Regions from separate parts of the Arabidopsis thaliana genome. Here region 2 is linked to region 1. The links are chromatin contacts, called in public ChIA-PET maps. All regions are on one chromosome and are shown on one strand. The core of a region is the stretch at or near the end of the contact, and the rest is flanking DNA. Distances in the headings are between cores, read along the strand shown.

Region 1 (7,236 bases), core at 2,590-5,089:
ACAAAGAGTAAGACATAGACAAAATTACCGGATCCACGGAAGAAGATGGTCTTTTCCAGAGTATGATTTGATGTCGACGATCAATGAAGCCAGCAAATTCTCGTAGCCGTTCTCGTTCTTCGCCATTTTTACTTCGCCGAATTGAAGAAAGCAAAAAGGGACAAGGCTAGTGGGAGATAGAGAGAGAGAGGGATTATATGAATTTGAAAAAAGAGTGCACCTTTTGATTTTGAAACGTTCTGATACAGCAAGAGGCTCCACGATCCCTGCGTAAAGCTAACCGGCTAATCGGTCAACCGGTTAACCAGATAATCAGATAACCAGCTAATCACTCAGCCGGTTAGCCAGATAATCAGATAACCGGTTCAGTAAGGTATTGACAGGAATTGTAAAACGCTTTTTGGAGGAGCCGTCAAATTGATTTCGCCGATTTGCTCATCTCTGACTCTCAGTTGCTTTGCTCCTTCTCATGGAGAATCCGGCGGAGAAACCCGACCCGAATCCATCAAAACCCAAAATCGAATCTGAAGATGAAAGAGAAGAACTAGGAGATATTAACGGCGACGAAGAAGAAGAGGAAGAGTATGAGGAAGAAGACGATGGGAAACCTCGAACGCGAGAGGATGCAATCGCGGATAGGATCAAAGCTGAGTCTCTGTTCCGTCGTATGCGAGCAACTCCGGTCGCTGTGCGTGTTCACGACGTGATCGTCAAGGGAAACGAGAAGACTAAGGATCATGTCATCGAGGCTGAGGTGGATGTTGTGAGGCAAGCCACTACGTTGCAGGAGCTTCTCAAAGCCTCTAAGGTTGCCAATTTCAATCTACAAGCGCTTGATATCTTCGATTCAGTCAAAATTACGCTTGATTCTGGTCCTCCTGAGCTTCCTGGTACCACCAATGTTGTTATCGATGTTGTTGAGAGCAAAAGCCCTATCACCGGTCAAATCGGAACCTTCACTAAAGCAGAGGTATCACTTTCGTTTTCTTATTTCAGTGGATTAGGATACTTAGGTCTTGGCAGGAAGAATTAGATACATCCATTGATTGATGCATAGAGTTGGATTTGTTGCTTTATGAGGATAATTCTGGATTTGGATTTCATATATAGACTTTTGTATGTCATGTGTTTTAGTGATTTCCAGATTAAGTGTTCTTGTGAGAATTTGAAATGTTGAATGTTGTTCATAAGTCTAATGTTCTTGTAGGCTCGGTCATCAAGCCTTGAAGGCTCTTTGAAGTACAAGAACATATTTGGGTATGGAGATATCTGGGACGGGTCTCTTGCTTATGGCTGTGATCACTCTGCAGAGGTCGGCTTGGGGATGTATTTGCCAAGGTTCAGAGGGCGTCCTACTCCATTTACGTCGCGGGTTTACCTTTCTACCCAAGATTGGCTTAAGTTTTCGTCTTATAAAGAACGAGCTCTTGGTCTTTCCCTCGGGCTTATCGCTAGCAAGTATCATGAGCTGGCCTATAATATTGCATGGCGTAACCTGATAGACCCATCGCAAATGGCATCAAGATCAATAAGGAGACAGCTGGGTCATAATTTGGTTTCTGCTCTGAAGTACACTTTCAAATTTGACCAGAGAAACTCATCTTTGAGGCCAACACGAGGTTACTCTTTCATCTCGACTTCTCAAATAGGTGGTCTTGCACCTGATAGTCGAACTCTCCGCTTTTTGCGCCAGGTTTGGGATTCTTCATTCTTATGTCAGAATTTACATAAACCTATATATTACAGTGTGGAAAGTTGTAGCACAAATATATTACTCAGAAAACTTCCATGGCACCTAGTTCCTCGTTTATGCTTTTGCACCATTTATCCATAACTTCCGAAGTACATCTGACACTCTTTACTTATTGTAGCAGTGAATGAAAAGATTGGTTAGCCCTTTTATAACATATGTGGTTCTTTTATGTTTGCCATACATCATGTTGAGGGTTTCTTGTCCTTTTGCAGGAAATCGACCTTCGATATGCTGTTCCACTCGGGTTTTATCGTGCTGCTCTGAACTTTGGTATAGCTGGGGGAATCACATTTCCATGGGGAAGCGGATACAAGAGCAGAGCTTCTTGTGTACCTGAGAGGTTCTTCTTAGGTGGAAACATATCGCCTGTGTGTTCTTTGGGAGGACCATCTGCATTATGGGGATTCAAGACTAGGGGATTGGGTCCTAACGAACCAAGGAGGGAAGTACAGGACGATGAGAGTGGTGACACATATGAACGGGATTTTGTGGGAGGAGATGTTGCGGTTACTGCATTTGCAGACCTTTCTTTTGATTTCCCATTGAAATGGTTCAGAGACAGAGGAATCCACGGACATGTGTTTGCATGTGCCGGGAATATGGCGGAATTATCAGAGAACAAGTATAGGAACTTCACAGCTCCAAAGTTGTTGGAGACATTCAGAAGCTCAGTTGGTGCAGGAATCGTGGTACCAACTAGTCTATTTCGCATGGAGGTTAGTTAGTTCTCTTGTTTCTCTTTTCTTATCAAGGATCATAAAAAAATTGCAATCCTTTTAACAGATATTGATTGTTCTTCTTTTGTTATGTGATCTCTTATGCCAGCTCAACTACTGCCACATACTGAAGAAACAAGAACACGATCGAGCAAAATCTGGATTTTTCATGACATTTTCAACATCATCTTAATGCTACTTTTGATGATATCTTAATTTTGGCTTTGCACTCACAGTGTCATGGCGGAGTCTTTTGTTTTGTTTCCAGGAGCTTTCATTGTTTAGGTTGTTGTTTGGAATTGAAAACTGTGCAAATTTTAGAGAGAGAGATTACCTGATGTGCGGATTGTTCTTGGGAAGGAGATAGATCAAGAAATAAAAATTAACTAAAGTTGATTTGTTTTGAATTAAATTTTAAATTAGTAATAAACTTTTTGTTTTCCTTCCTTTTCAATGAAGATAAAGATGACACGGTAGAATAAATTTTTGTTTCCTTTTTCATGAATATGTTTTGGATCGAGTACTGTCATCTCTATAAATATAAGTCCAATTACAAGTAGATTGTTGGGTGGACAAAGTCATGCAAAAGCAAAACAACCGGCGAGTCTTTTTCTACCCGGTCACTTTCTCACCGCGTTTCCATTCAAATTCCGCTAGCCATTTTTCCATCACACTAGCGACTTTCCGACGAGACATCTACCGTCCGATCACCGGGAAAGAACGACTTTTCGGACAGACATCACTAGGTCGACCACTTCAACTCAAATTCGAGATCTCTTCAGAGTTTCTAGCAGCCTCCGACGTAGAAACATGTCTTCGACACGTGTCTCTTGTTTTGGCGGATGTTGAGCCAAGGATTCGGGAGATTCTGGTTTTGTATGGCATTCAACTCATCGGAGAAAGCAGAGGAAGAGCTTTCGAGCTCAAAGCTGAAGCAGAAGATGTTGAATATCACTTGATGGAAGAAAGTAAAGGCTGGACTACTTGTATCCCGGCCAAATCGATTACTCCGGTCAACGAATGTACTATATGCCTTGAGGAATTATGCCACGACGAAGAATCTATAGAGACACATGATTGTTGTCATGTTTTTCATAAACTCTGTCTTTGGCGCTGGATTCGGACCAAAAGCTCTTGTCCTCTTTGTCGTCATCCTATCTATTCAAGACCCAAGTTTTAGGTTTTTTTTATAGCTTTTTTGGTATTCTTCTTTTGTGTAAAAATGTCCAAAGATGCATATTCCACATTTCTACTTGCTGTATATAGCTTGCTTGTTCAACATCTCTTGTGTAAAATTTAATAATTAAATAAATAAGTGAAAGCAACGAAAAGACATATAGACCTAGTTATAAAAAAAGATGCCCAAGGCCCATAATTGTGGTTTGTGTGTGTGTGTGTGAAGTCACGTGACCATTATAGATTATGCACGTGTTGTCAATCTGTCTCCTTTACGAGGGCGAGCGAGCCGCCGCCGTCAGAAGCTTCCGTTCTGCTGTCTGAATCGGTCATGGAGGACGTGCTAGCCACGGCAGAGGGAGTGGTAGGTCTCTTTTTCTCATACGACGTTAGCTAGAAATTCATGGATTCGAAGGTTGTTTTTCGTTCTAATCAATTTTGGTAAAATCTATGGGGTTTTAAGTAGGTTTTAGTAAAGCTGGTGAAGGTAGCGCAAAAGCTAGGTCTAAAAGGTGAAAACGGAACTTGGAAGGAGTTTTTAGATTTTTATGACAAACAGCTAGGATCTTCGAGCTTAAGTGATCCTTCAAAGCGGCGCAAAGATGATTTGGTGGCTTTTCTTACTACACTCAAGAAGAAAGAAGATTTGCAGGTTTCAAAAGACAAAACACACAACTCAACTTTTTAATAATGATAATCTCAAGTTACAAACTTTTCTAATTTTTTATTATGCTCTCAGCTGTTGGCTAAGTCTCTCAAACTCGACAATGATGTTTTTGAGAAATTCAAAAAGAAATCTTTGGATGAGACAGCTGAGCAGGTTTAGATTGAAACACATTATCTTCTTGGTTGCGTAATGCAATTAGTTTAGTAAATAGTATTTTCATAACTAATGTTGTTGGCAGTGCAGAGGCTAGTTCGAATGACTCTTACGCATGATGAGTACCCATTAGACTATTTGTTCCCATCTAACGCTGAGGTTTGTGTTTATCTTGTTTTTATGTTGAATGGAGTAACTGATTAAAAAAAAAAGCTGAACTCTTTGAGTTGCAAAAAACAGGATTGGGTTAGAACAGGGCTTGGCAAGAAGAAGATGGAACCGACAAAGATCGAAATGATTGCCATTGATTGTGAGATGGTTCTTTGTGAAGATGGGAGTGAAGCTGTTGTTAGAGTTGCTGCAGTTGACCGTGATTTAAAGGTCTCTTTACAGCTTTATTTTCGATGTATACCTTTTCGTTTTTTACAGAACTGTGCTGATAATAAATCAGGTGATTCTTGATGAGTTTGTGAAACCGAATCAACCGGTTGTTGACTATAGGACTTTCATTACTGGACTTACTGCTCAAGATCTTGAAAAGGCTACTATATCTGTGGTAGATATACAGGTACATTGTGTATATAATGTATACCGACTTGTTTTTTTTTGTTTTGCGGTTTCAAATTATTGTTCTGATGACATTTGGTGAATCATTTTTGCAGGAAAAATTGCTGATGTTTATCTCTGAGGATACAATTTTGGTTGGTCAAAGTTTGAACCATGATCTAAAAGGTTAGTAAAAATGGTTCAGTTGCGCCTAGTTTTTTTGAAATAAGTTTCAGAACCATACTTACTTATGATTGATACTAGTATTGAAGGTGGATCATGCCAGAGTAATTGATACTTCACTTGTGTTTAAGTATAACTATGACGGTACAAGAAGGCCTTTAAGACTTAAAAGACCTTCTTTGAATTATCTGTGCAAGGTAAAGCCTGTGAAAGCTCAACCCTCTGCTCATGAGATATGGAATCTCGTATGTACATGACCGATGTATCACATTGTTTATTTGATTTGATTTCCAGTGTATATTGGGATATGAAGTGCAGAAAGAAGGTGTTCCACACAATTGTGTTCATGATGCAGAAGCTGCAATGAAACTTGTACTTGCTATACTAGATAATGGAGCAGAGACCTCCGTTCCACTATCTAAAGAGGTAAGTTGGATTGCACAAACTTCATTAGTTCAATCTAAACTTATAAAAGCATAACGTTTTGTCTGCATAATTCCATATAGATGTTGGAAGCTGAGAAGTCAAAGCTCTACCTTCATAGAATCCCTTGCAATGTTCCATATGAAGAGTTAAATGGAGTCGTTTCCAGGGATATCCCACATGAAGTTAAGGTATGAATCCACTCAACATATACATATTCTTATCCAAATTCTGTATTTTATGAGGCTCTCGTTGTTTCTTGATTTTCTTTTGGCAGCCGTCGAAAAAACAAGACCGTCACTACTATAGCGCGATTGTTGTTTTTAAAAGTCCAGAAGAAGCAAATCAAGCATTTGAAAACATTGCTGGAGACTTTGGAAAGGTAATTTAGCATCATATCTTTGGTTATTTCACAGATGGTGGTGATATAACAAGTTTCTATGTATTTCTCTTACAGGATTCGAGGGGGTTGTCACAAAAACAGATCTTTCTAGAGCCGAGTTCATCAGAACCTAGATTATATGTTCTCGTTCGTAAAATGGTCGAAGATGATTTGGTTGGGGAAGTCATAGCAGAGGAGAATAATGCGAGTTCTAAGAAACGGAAGAGAGAAAATCATTCTAAAGGGACCAGAGATAGACGCAGGTGTAAACCATTGTCCAGACGAAAACAGAGAAGCAATGTCAAACGAAGAAGATAATATCAAGGAAAATCAAGAACTCAAAGCAAAATGATAAGATGATAATTGGTCCGGATTCTTGAAAATTGCTTTCACTGTGACTCTAGTTTGTGTTTGGTCATCGTTGATGCCCTTAATGAACCTTGGATAGTATTTTGCCAATTTAAAGGTTAAAGAACTCAGAGACTATTGATTTAAGATACTCGGATGCAACTGCATACTTGTGGATGTATTATATATATCTTATGATAAGTGGTTATGATAAAAATTTAGACATGAAAAAGCCCAAGAAGAAGCATAAACATGTAACTGTTAAGCATCAGAAGCTGTAGTTTGGATACACAAGCCATCATTATACGTGGACACTAACACAAATGTAGATCATACTTGTCAGCTACTAAAGAGTTAAGGAAGATTTGCTCCAGTACACCAATGTACACTAACACGCTAGAAAGTAGAAGAAAACAAACAAAGACATCCTAAAGAGTTCTCTAACTTCCATCCTACAGATTAAAACAAGTAACAGGATCCTCCAATTTCAATGAGCTTCAGATTCAAGTAACTCCTCTTTGCTTCACCATGGTATTTCCTCCACCAATCTAATTCTACAATTGCTTACCTGTACAATAAAGGCAGATCAAACTTCAGTGAACTCATTACCATATGAAGAATGTTCGACTACTATGAACATTGATCTTTTTTCTCAATTTCAAACCTGGAAGTCTACTCCTCCTAATCCAGTTCAACATTCCACGAAGCTGGAGAAGCTAAAGAAGTAAGAGAATGCTATCTAGACTTTTCCTTGCCAGACCACTGGAAGCACAGAAGCTCAACTGAATTGTATATTGACAAAATTGGTATTCTTCAAAAGCAGAGAGGCACATGACTTTCACATATCAACAATAAGTCAATTACTAACCAGCCTCATCCATGCTTACAA
Region 2 (7,236 bases), core at 1,811-4,310, 43 kb after region 1:
CTAAAGTTCAGATTAACTTATAAATGTTATATGACAAATTGACAATAATGGAAAATGGCAGTAGACCAGAGACTCCGTGGCCAGAGATTTAGTGATGGAATAGTCAACAAATGGCTCAATCACTCTCATGGATCGAGTTTTCAAAGGCTGTACTGAAAACTTATCATAATTTGTAAACTCTTTTTTAGTATTGAATCTAAAGTGTGGTAATTGTTGTACAGTAAAATCTCTATAAATTAATAATGTTGGGACCGAGAAAATTTATTAATTTAGAGAGGTATTAATTTATCGATAAATTAATAATTATTAATTTATAGAAAATTTTTACAAATTTTGTATTATTTTTTATAAAATTTCGATATAAAAGTAGTTTTTCTTTATAATTAATCATTTTTTCTAAAATTAATTACAAGGAAAAAATAATTATTAAGTTTAAAAAATAATACAAAGTTTTTTTGACGTAATAAAAATATTAGAATTAAACTCTACAAATAATTAATAGAAATTGAAGAAAAAATAATACTAGAGTCATATTTCAATAAATATTTTAAATAGAATATATATATATATATATATATATATTGGTAAATTTACATAATTATTAATTTATAATATTGATGGGACCATATATTTATATAAGATTTTCAAAAAAAGTTATTATCTTATTAATTTATTAATTTGTATCAATTTTTACATTGGTCCCAACTTAGAACCGGAAGAATTTATTAATTTATAAAAGTTATTAATTTGTCGAGTATTAATTTATGGAGGTTATACTATACTTTATGAAATTGAAATCACAAATATAACGACTTTTCCCGTCAATTCAGTTTTAGGGATTAGAGACTGCAGGAGATGAGGTTTTTTCCCCACTATTTTGGTTTTGTGTACATAACAAAACACCACTATAACCACTTAAATTTTGTCAGTACAAACTCTTAGTTAAAATACCATATGAGAGATTATGAAGATCAACCTTACATAAGAATATTTTTTTTTATATTAGCCTAAAGAGAGATTACACACATAAACGATGAAAGTAGTAGAGTCGCTACATATACAAACACATGGCATATTTGATCAAAAGTTGACGAAGCTCTCTAAGCAGCTGGTGTCTCTATGACTCTCTCCATGTCTCATACCCTCATTACTATTTTAAAACGCCCTTTTTGAGAATCTAACACCAATAATTGTTTTGTATTCATACATTAACAAAAGGATGTTTTGCAATAACTTAAAAAGAAATAAGGAAAAATGAGAAAGATGACTCACTCATTCATTCACTCACTGTCTTCCTTTCTTAGTGCAGCAAGAAGGGCATTTGTATTGCTTGATGCTCTCTGCTTTGGCTGGTGTTATCTTCACACACTTCCCATGGTACCAACGTTCACACACATCACAACATATCCAGAACTCGTCGTTTGTGTAGTTTCCTCCACAACTTCCACAGAGTGTGTCTCCATGCTCATCGTCTTCATCTTCATAGCTCTCTTCCATTAGTTTCGGCGTGCTCTTTGTCTGCCCTTCAATTGATCTCTGCAACAATTCAATACCAACCAAAACACAACTAATTTATTAATATCAAACCCTTCTCTGTCTTTGAGAAGAAAATACTGTTTTGGGATGGTAAAGATTAGTAAAGAGTTCATTATGATACCTTTACGCCGTTTCTGGATTTGCTTCCGAGATCCATGCTTGGTTTACCGTCTTTGATGGGTTTCCTACCCGTCACTACTTCAAAGAGAGTTGGGAGATCGTTGATCAGACTAAATAGACGTTTCCTGCTCATTGAATGGAACATACATAATAAGTTCCTAGACCCAGTAGCATAATCTCAGAAGACTATCAAATAAGCTCATATACCCGCACATATGTAACTTATGAGCTTCATTACCAGCAAAAACATAGACTCTTATAGAACGTAAAGGAAATAAAACTTGAAGGATAACTGGATAAGTAACCTAGTGAATACCACGATATCATCAGCTCCGATAGAACAGATATGTATTGAATGTAGTAGCCATTTCTATATCCAAACGATGCACAAGTTCAAAAAACAGAAGGATTAGTGAAAAATGGTATGCATTTAAAGAAACTTAACCTAAGAAGGAAAGAAGCTCATTGACAAGTAGAGTTAAAGTGACAGAAAGAATCAGGAAACAAAAACAAAATAGTGATGACACAAGCTCATGAATCATGATACAGTCCATTGTCCAAAGACATATTTTTTCTCATCATTACCACCACAATCTAGCTAGCACAGTAAAACTATCTTCGACAATTTATAAAAGTCACTGAAACAAGCAAGAACAAAAGGCAAACGTACCTCTCATTGCGATTAAGACGAGCGCCGAAGTAAGAAGAAACAGAGAGTAACCAACAATCACTGTGGACAGCAACTAAAGAGAGCCAATCTTTACGCTGCATACCATCTCTAGCGAAATTGATTCCAAGAGCTGGCTCAGGTAGCTCCGGAGGCACTTCCTCAGCTGGAAGATTCACTTCCCATGTCCCATTCGGGTGTCCGTACAAACACAGATTCTCCATTTCTAAGACCACCCAATAAACAAAAAAAGGAACAAAATTTATCAAAAAGGGTATCTTTTTCTGAAACTTATCCATGGAAAAAACAAACACAGATCCGAAAAATAACCATGGAAAGAGCTCGTTTACCCGGATCGCATAAAGAGTAGAACTTGTCAACATCTAGTAAAAGAGAGGCAAGAACAACAACATGTAAAATTAGAAAGCTTAACATTTACGAGAAAATAGGAGAAAATGAGGATAGCGTCGTCGTCTAACCTACGGAGAGAGCTCGAAGAAAACCGGAGCGACGACCGCTAAAATCCTTGAAGATCTCTTCGACGGTGCGAGGGTTAGAAGACTCAGCGGCCATAGATGTAGTGACGGAAGAAGCAAAAAGAAAGAAAATTACAAGTATTGTTAGAGAAGACCTAAGTAGATAGATCAGTGGTGTTAGAGATGGATTGAGGTCTGCATCAATGGTTTCCAAAATCCGATGCGCACGGACAAGAGAGATAGAGAGAGACCAGAGTTTAAGACTTTAAGAGTAGTAGTAGTAAAGTAACTTCTGTTTTTGGTCTCTATTTTAAAATGGGCCTGGCCCATGGCCCATCGAGTTGAATTCTGATAAAACGACGTTTTCTCTCTGTATCTCTCTGTAAATGAGTAAAGAAGAAGCTGAAAGTGTGGCTTTAATGAGTATAGTTTGATCATCCTCTTCAGGCGTAGTAGTCTCGAAACACTTAGGTAGGGTTTTACAGAGGAAGAAGATGCCGAGGGAGATAATTACGCTTCAGGTTGGACAATGTGGGAACCAGATCGGTATGGAGTTCTGGAAACAGCTTTGCCTTGAGCACGGCATCAGCAAAGATGGTATTCTCGAGGACTTCGCTACTCAGGTCCTCTTTCTTCGAATTCGTTTCTATGCATCGATTAATTGAATTCCATGGTTGCTGGTTTGTTGTTGTTGTTCATAGAATTGTGGATTTGATTGATGAACTACTTGTATGTATGTAGGGAGGTGATAGAAAAGATGTGTTTTTTTACCAAGCGGATGACCAACACTATATACCAAGAGCTCTCCTCATTGATTTGGAGCCTAGAGTTATCAATGGTATTCAGAATGGTGAATACCGGAATCTCTACAATCATGAAAATATCTTCCTTTCTGACCATGGCGGTGGTGCTGGTAATAACTGGGCCAGTGGATATCACCAAGGGAAAGGTGTTGAAGAGGAAATCATGGACATGATTGATCGTGAAGCTGATGGAAGTGACAGTCTGGAGGGTTTTGTTCTTTGCCACTCTATTGCTGGAGGCACTGGCTCAGGTATTTTACTTTTTATTGCCAATCCCTATCTTCGTTTAGCTTATGTTTATTCACTGAATGACTTTTTTTTATGTATTTTCACATGAAGGAATGGGATCTTATTTGTTGGAGACTTTGAATGATCGTTATAGCAAGAAGTTGGTTCAGACATACAGTGTATTTCCCAATCAGATGGAAACGAGTGACGTTGTTGTCCAGCCCTACAACTCACTGTTGACGCTGAAGCGGCTTACGTTAAATGCTGATTGTGTTGTTGTTCTTGACAACACTGCATTGAACAGAATTGCTGTGGAGCGTCTACATTTGACTAATCCTACTTTTGCTCAGACCAATTCTTTGGTGTCAACTGTGATGTCTGCTAGCACAACAACGTTGCGTTATCCTGGATACATGAATAATGACTTGGTTGGCTTGCTTGCATCTTTGATCCCAACTCCAAGGTGTCACTTCCTCATGACTGGATATACACCGTTGACTGTTGAGCGCCAGGTTAGATATCTCAATCAGTTTTATAACTAATATCATCAAACCATTTTTATGGGAAGCTGCTGTTATCTGGAACATGACTTCTGAATGTTATGATTGACATTTTCATTGATTTCCTACTCTCTTATGTGAATTGTTCTTGGCAGGCAAATGTTATTCGTAAAACTACTGTGCTGGATGTTATGAGGAGACTTCTACAGGTGAGCTGTTTGCTTTCTCCAGTCTTTTTTCGAAAATTGAATTAGATTTTCTTCTAACATGATTGTATTCGCAGACAAAAAATATCATGGTTTCGTCTTATGCTAGAAACAAAGAAGCTAGTCAGGCAAAGTACATATCAATATTGAATATAATTCAAGGAGAAGTCGATCCCACTCAGGTACTTTTATGTACTAATTTTTTTGTTCGATATATTGAGGATGAATCGGTAATTCTTTCTTGTTGATGTTATCTGCTCTGTTGTCTCACTACTTGATATTAGGTGCATGAGAGTTTGCAGAGGATACGAGAAAGAAAGCTTGTCAATTTCATAGACTGGGGACCAGCAAGCATACAGGTTCTAACCGAATTGCGTCGTCAAATTAATTATTGCTTTTGGATTTACCATGGACTTGCATCACAATTTTTTCCATATCTTACTCTCAACAGGTTGCTCTTTCCAAGAAGTCCCCGTATGTTCAAACTTCCCATAGGGTAATCTTATATCACTCTATATATATCTGTCATGCACTCATGCTGAGAGTTGGTACTCCTTACAGTTAATGTCTAAGGCTGCAGTTCCTGCTTTAGTAGATACATCGAAGACTCTTAAGTTTGGTGGTGTATTTGATATTTCAGGTCAGTGGTCTTATGTTAGCAAGCCACACTAGTATCAGGCACCTTTTCAGCAGATGTTTGAGCCAATATGACAAATTGAGGAAGAAGCAAGCTTTTCTTGACAATTACCGAAAGTTTCCAATGTTTGCTGTAAGTTGACTGCTCAAATATATCGGCTGATGTTTAGTGCAACCCACCCTATTATTAGCATTGACAGTTAATGTTGAAATCATGAGAATCTACATGTTGATATGGACAGGACAATGATCTTTCAGAGTTTGATGAATCAAGGGACATAATTGAGAGTTTGGTAGACGAATATAAGGCCTGTGAGTCTCCAGATTACATCAAATGGGGAATGGAGGTATATAAGCTAAGCTTTTGCCATCTATAGTCACACACTAAAGGAAGAACTTATAATGATTATCGAATATATGTGACTCTCTCAGGACCCTGGACAGCTTATGACTGGTGAAGGCAATGCTTCAGGAGTTGCGGATCCTAAGTTAGCGTTCTGAACAAAAAATAAAAACTCAAGAGTAAGTCATATGATGTTTCACTTTTAACTGAGATTTTCAGGTCATGATAGGTTTTCTTTGGTAGGATCAGTAGTAGTAACGATAAAGAGTGTTGGCATTGTAAACCTTGAATAGTATTATGATGTGGATGAGTTTCAATCTATGAGATGAATGTGTTTTTTTTGGGTACTTTCTAAGATTAAGAGCACCTAAAAGTTGCATAGCAGGAATCTTGAATTGTATTAGTAACATATATTCTTGGAATCCTATGCATATTGAAGTTACACCAATGTAACATCGTGGACCCCTCCTACCTTAAAGTTTGTAGCTGCGAGAAAACAGGTTGTTCTAATAGTGCAGCAACAAAAACAACCTCGTTTTAACCTTGAGATGCATGCTTATTAGGTGAGTGAGTGCTAAAATATAAAAGATTTTCTTTTGGGTCGGCAATACAGGAATTTATTCATTGATGGATTTTATCTAATAGGGTTTTTAAAAAATATTAAAGAAAAAAGAAGGTTTTATCGTTATCTAACATCTCTTATGAATTTATTATCCTACATAAGTTGTCAATAAGAAGCCTTGTTTCCTTTTTCTTTCTGTATTTCAATATAAGATAAATTTCTGAAACCTGGAACAACAACATCTGCGATTGTTTCTGGGTATTCATTCTTTTCACAAAGTGTAAAGCTTTAATTTTCGATTTCGCGGAGCTCAAAGTTTCAAACTTTTCCATGTTTCTTGTTTCTTCTAGCTCTGTTCTGTGTACGTCGAAGCAACTTCCCTAGCACTTTCTCAATTATTTTAAGTTCCAATTCTCGATGACTGAGCTTAGCTCTCCGAATCTTGACTCCGCCTCGCAGAAGCCAAGAATCTCCACCGAAAACCCTCCTCCTCCTCCTCCTCACATAAGCATTGGTGTCACCACCGGTGACCCTGCTACGTCTCCGGCGAGAACCGTCAACCAAATCAAGAAAATAACGGTACTGCCACTAGTTTTCCTGATATTCTACGAGGTCTCAGGCGGTCCGTTTGGGATTGAGGATAGTGTGAAAGCAGCAGGACCATTGTTAGCCATTGTTGGATTCATCGTCTTCCCTTTTATATGGAGTATCCCTGAAGCACTCATCACTGCTGAGATGGGAACAATGTTCCCGGAGAACGGTGGTTACGTCGTGTGGGTCACTTTAGCTATGGGACCTTATTGGGGGTTTCAACAAGGTTGGGTTAAATGGCTAAGTGGCGTTATAGACAACGCTCTTTATCCGATTCTCTTCCTTGACTATCTCAAATCAGGAATCCCGATACTCGGTAGTGGGATCCCTCGAGTCGCTGCGATTCTGGTGTTGACTGTAGCCTTGACTTACTTGAACTACAGGGGTTTAAGCATTGTTGGTGTAGCAGCTGTTCTTCTCGGCGTTTTCTCCATCCTTCCGTTTGTGGTGATGTCTTTCATGTCGATTCCAAAGCTTAAACCTTCGAGATGGCTTGTGGTTAGCAAGAAGATGAAAGGTGTTAACTGGAGCTTGTATCTCAATACACTCTTCTGGAATCTCAACTATT

Evidence for each region. ChIA-PET counts read pairs in DNA pulled down with a chosen protein or histone mark.
Region 2: a contact with region 1 is called in an H3K4me3 ChIA-PET map of shoot, with 11 read pairs. The contact joins the promoter of AL1 here to the promoter of SDN2 in region 1. A contact is called at or near these places in 5 of 26 Hi-C or Micro-C datasets (flower, root, rosette leaf and 2 more), 1 of 2 datasets of contacts at active chromatin or transcription factors (shoot) and 1 of 3 other capture datasets (seedling).

The regions. Positions count from the first base shown.
Region 1 is chr5:1,632,443-1,639,678 of TAIR10.1, forward strand. SDN2 (small RNA degrading nuclease 2) reads left to right here and starts at 3,840. Exons shown (of 12, transcript NM_120636.4): 1 at 3,840-4,009; 2 at 4,112-4,297; 3 at 4,385-4,465; 4 at 4,556-4,624; 5 at 4,706-4,846; 6 at 4,917-5,033; 7 at 5,128-5,197; 8 at 5,276-5,391; 9 at 5,489-5,620; 10 at 5,701-5,808; 11 at 5,895-5,999; 12 at 6,075-6,497. The coding sequence starts at 3,977. The coding sequence ends at 6,317. AT5G05520 (Outer membrane OMP85 family protein) reads left to right here and starts at 357. Exons shown (of 4, transcript NM_120634.4): 1 at 357-970; 2 at 1,208-1,693; 3 at 1,966-2,469; 4 at 2,579-2,974. The coding sequence starts at 470. The coding sequence ends at 2,662. It overlaps AT5G05530 (RING/U-box superfamily protein), which reads left to right and starts at 3,036. Exons shown (of 1, transcript NM_120635.3): 1 at 3,036-3,836. The coding sequence starts at 3,050. The coding sequence ends at 3,649. AT5G05510 (Mad3/BUB1 homology region 1) reads right to left here and starts at 297. Exons shown (of 5, transcript NM_120633.3): 1 at 29-297. The coding sequence starts at 126. It also overlaps AT5G05550.
Region 2 is chr5:1,676,047-1,683,282 of TAIR10.1, forward strand. It overlaps AL1 (alfin-like 1), which reads right to left and starts at 3,061. Exons shown (of 6, transcript NM_180444.3): 1 at 2,803-3,061; 2 at 2,674-2,706; 3 at 2,327-2,549; 4 at 1,658-1,781; 5 at 1,273-1,536; 6 at 843-1,177. The coding sequence starts at 2,896. The coding sequence ends at 1,285. GCP2 (gamma-tubulin complex protein 2) reads left to right here and starts at 3,184. Exons shown (of 10, transcript NM_120644.3): 1 at 3,184-3,422; 2 at 3,541-3,853; 3 at 3,942-4,342; 4 at 4,486-4,539; 5 at 4,614-4,718; 6 at 4,821-4,895; 7 at 4,988-5,032; 8 at 5,177-5,305; 9 at 5,415-5,519; 10 at 5,605-6,009. The coding sequence starts at 3,294. The coding sequence ends at 5,673. It overlaps RMV1 (Amino acid permease family protein), which reads left to right and starts at 6,255. Exons shown (of 1, transcript NM_120645.3): 1 at 6,255-7,236. The coding sequence starts at 6,495.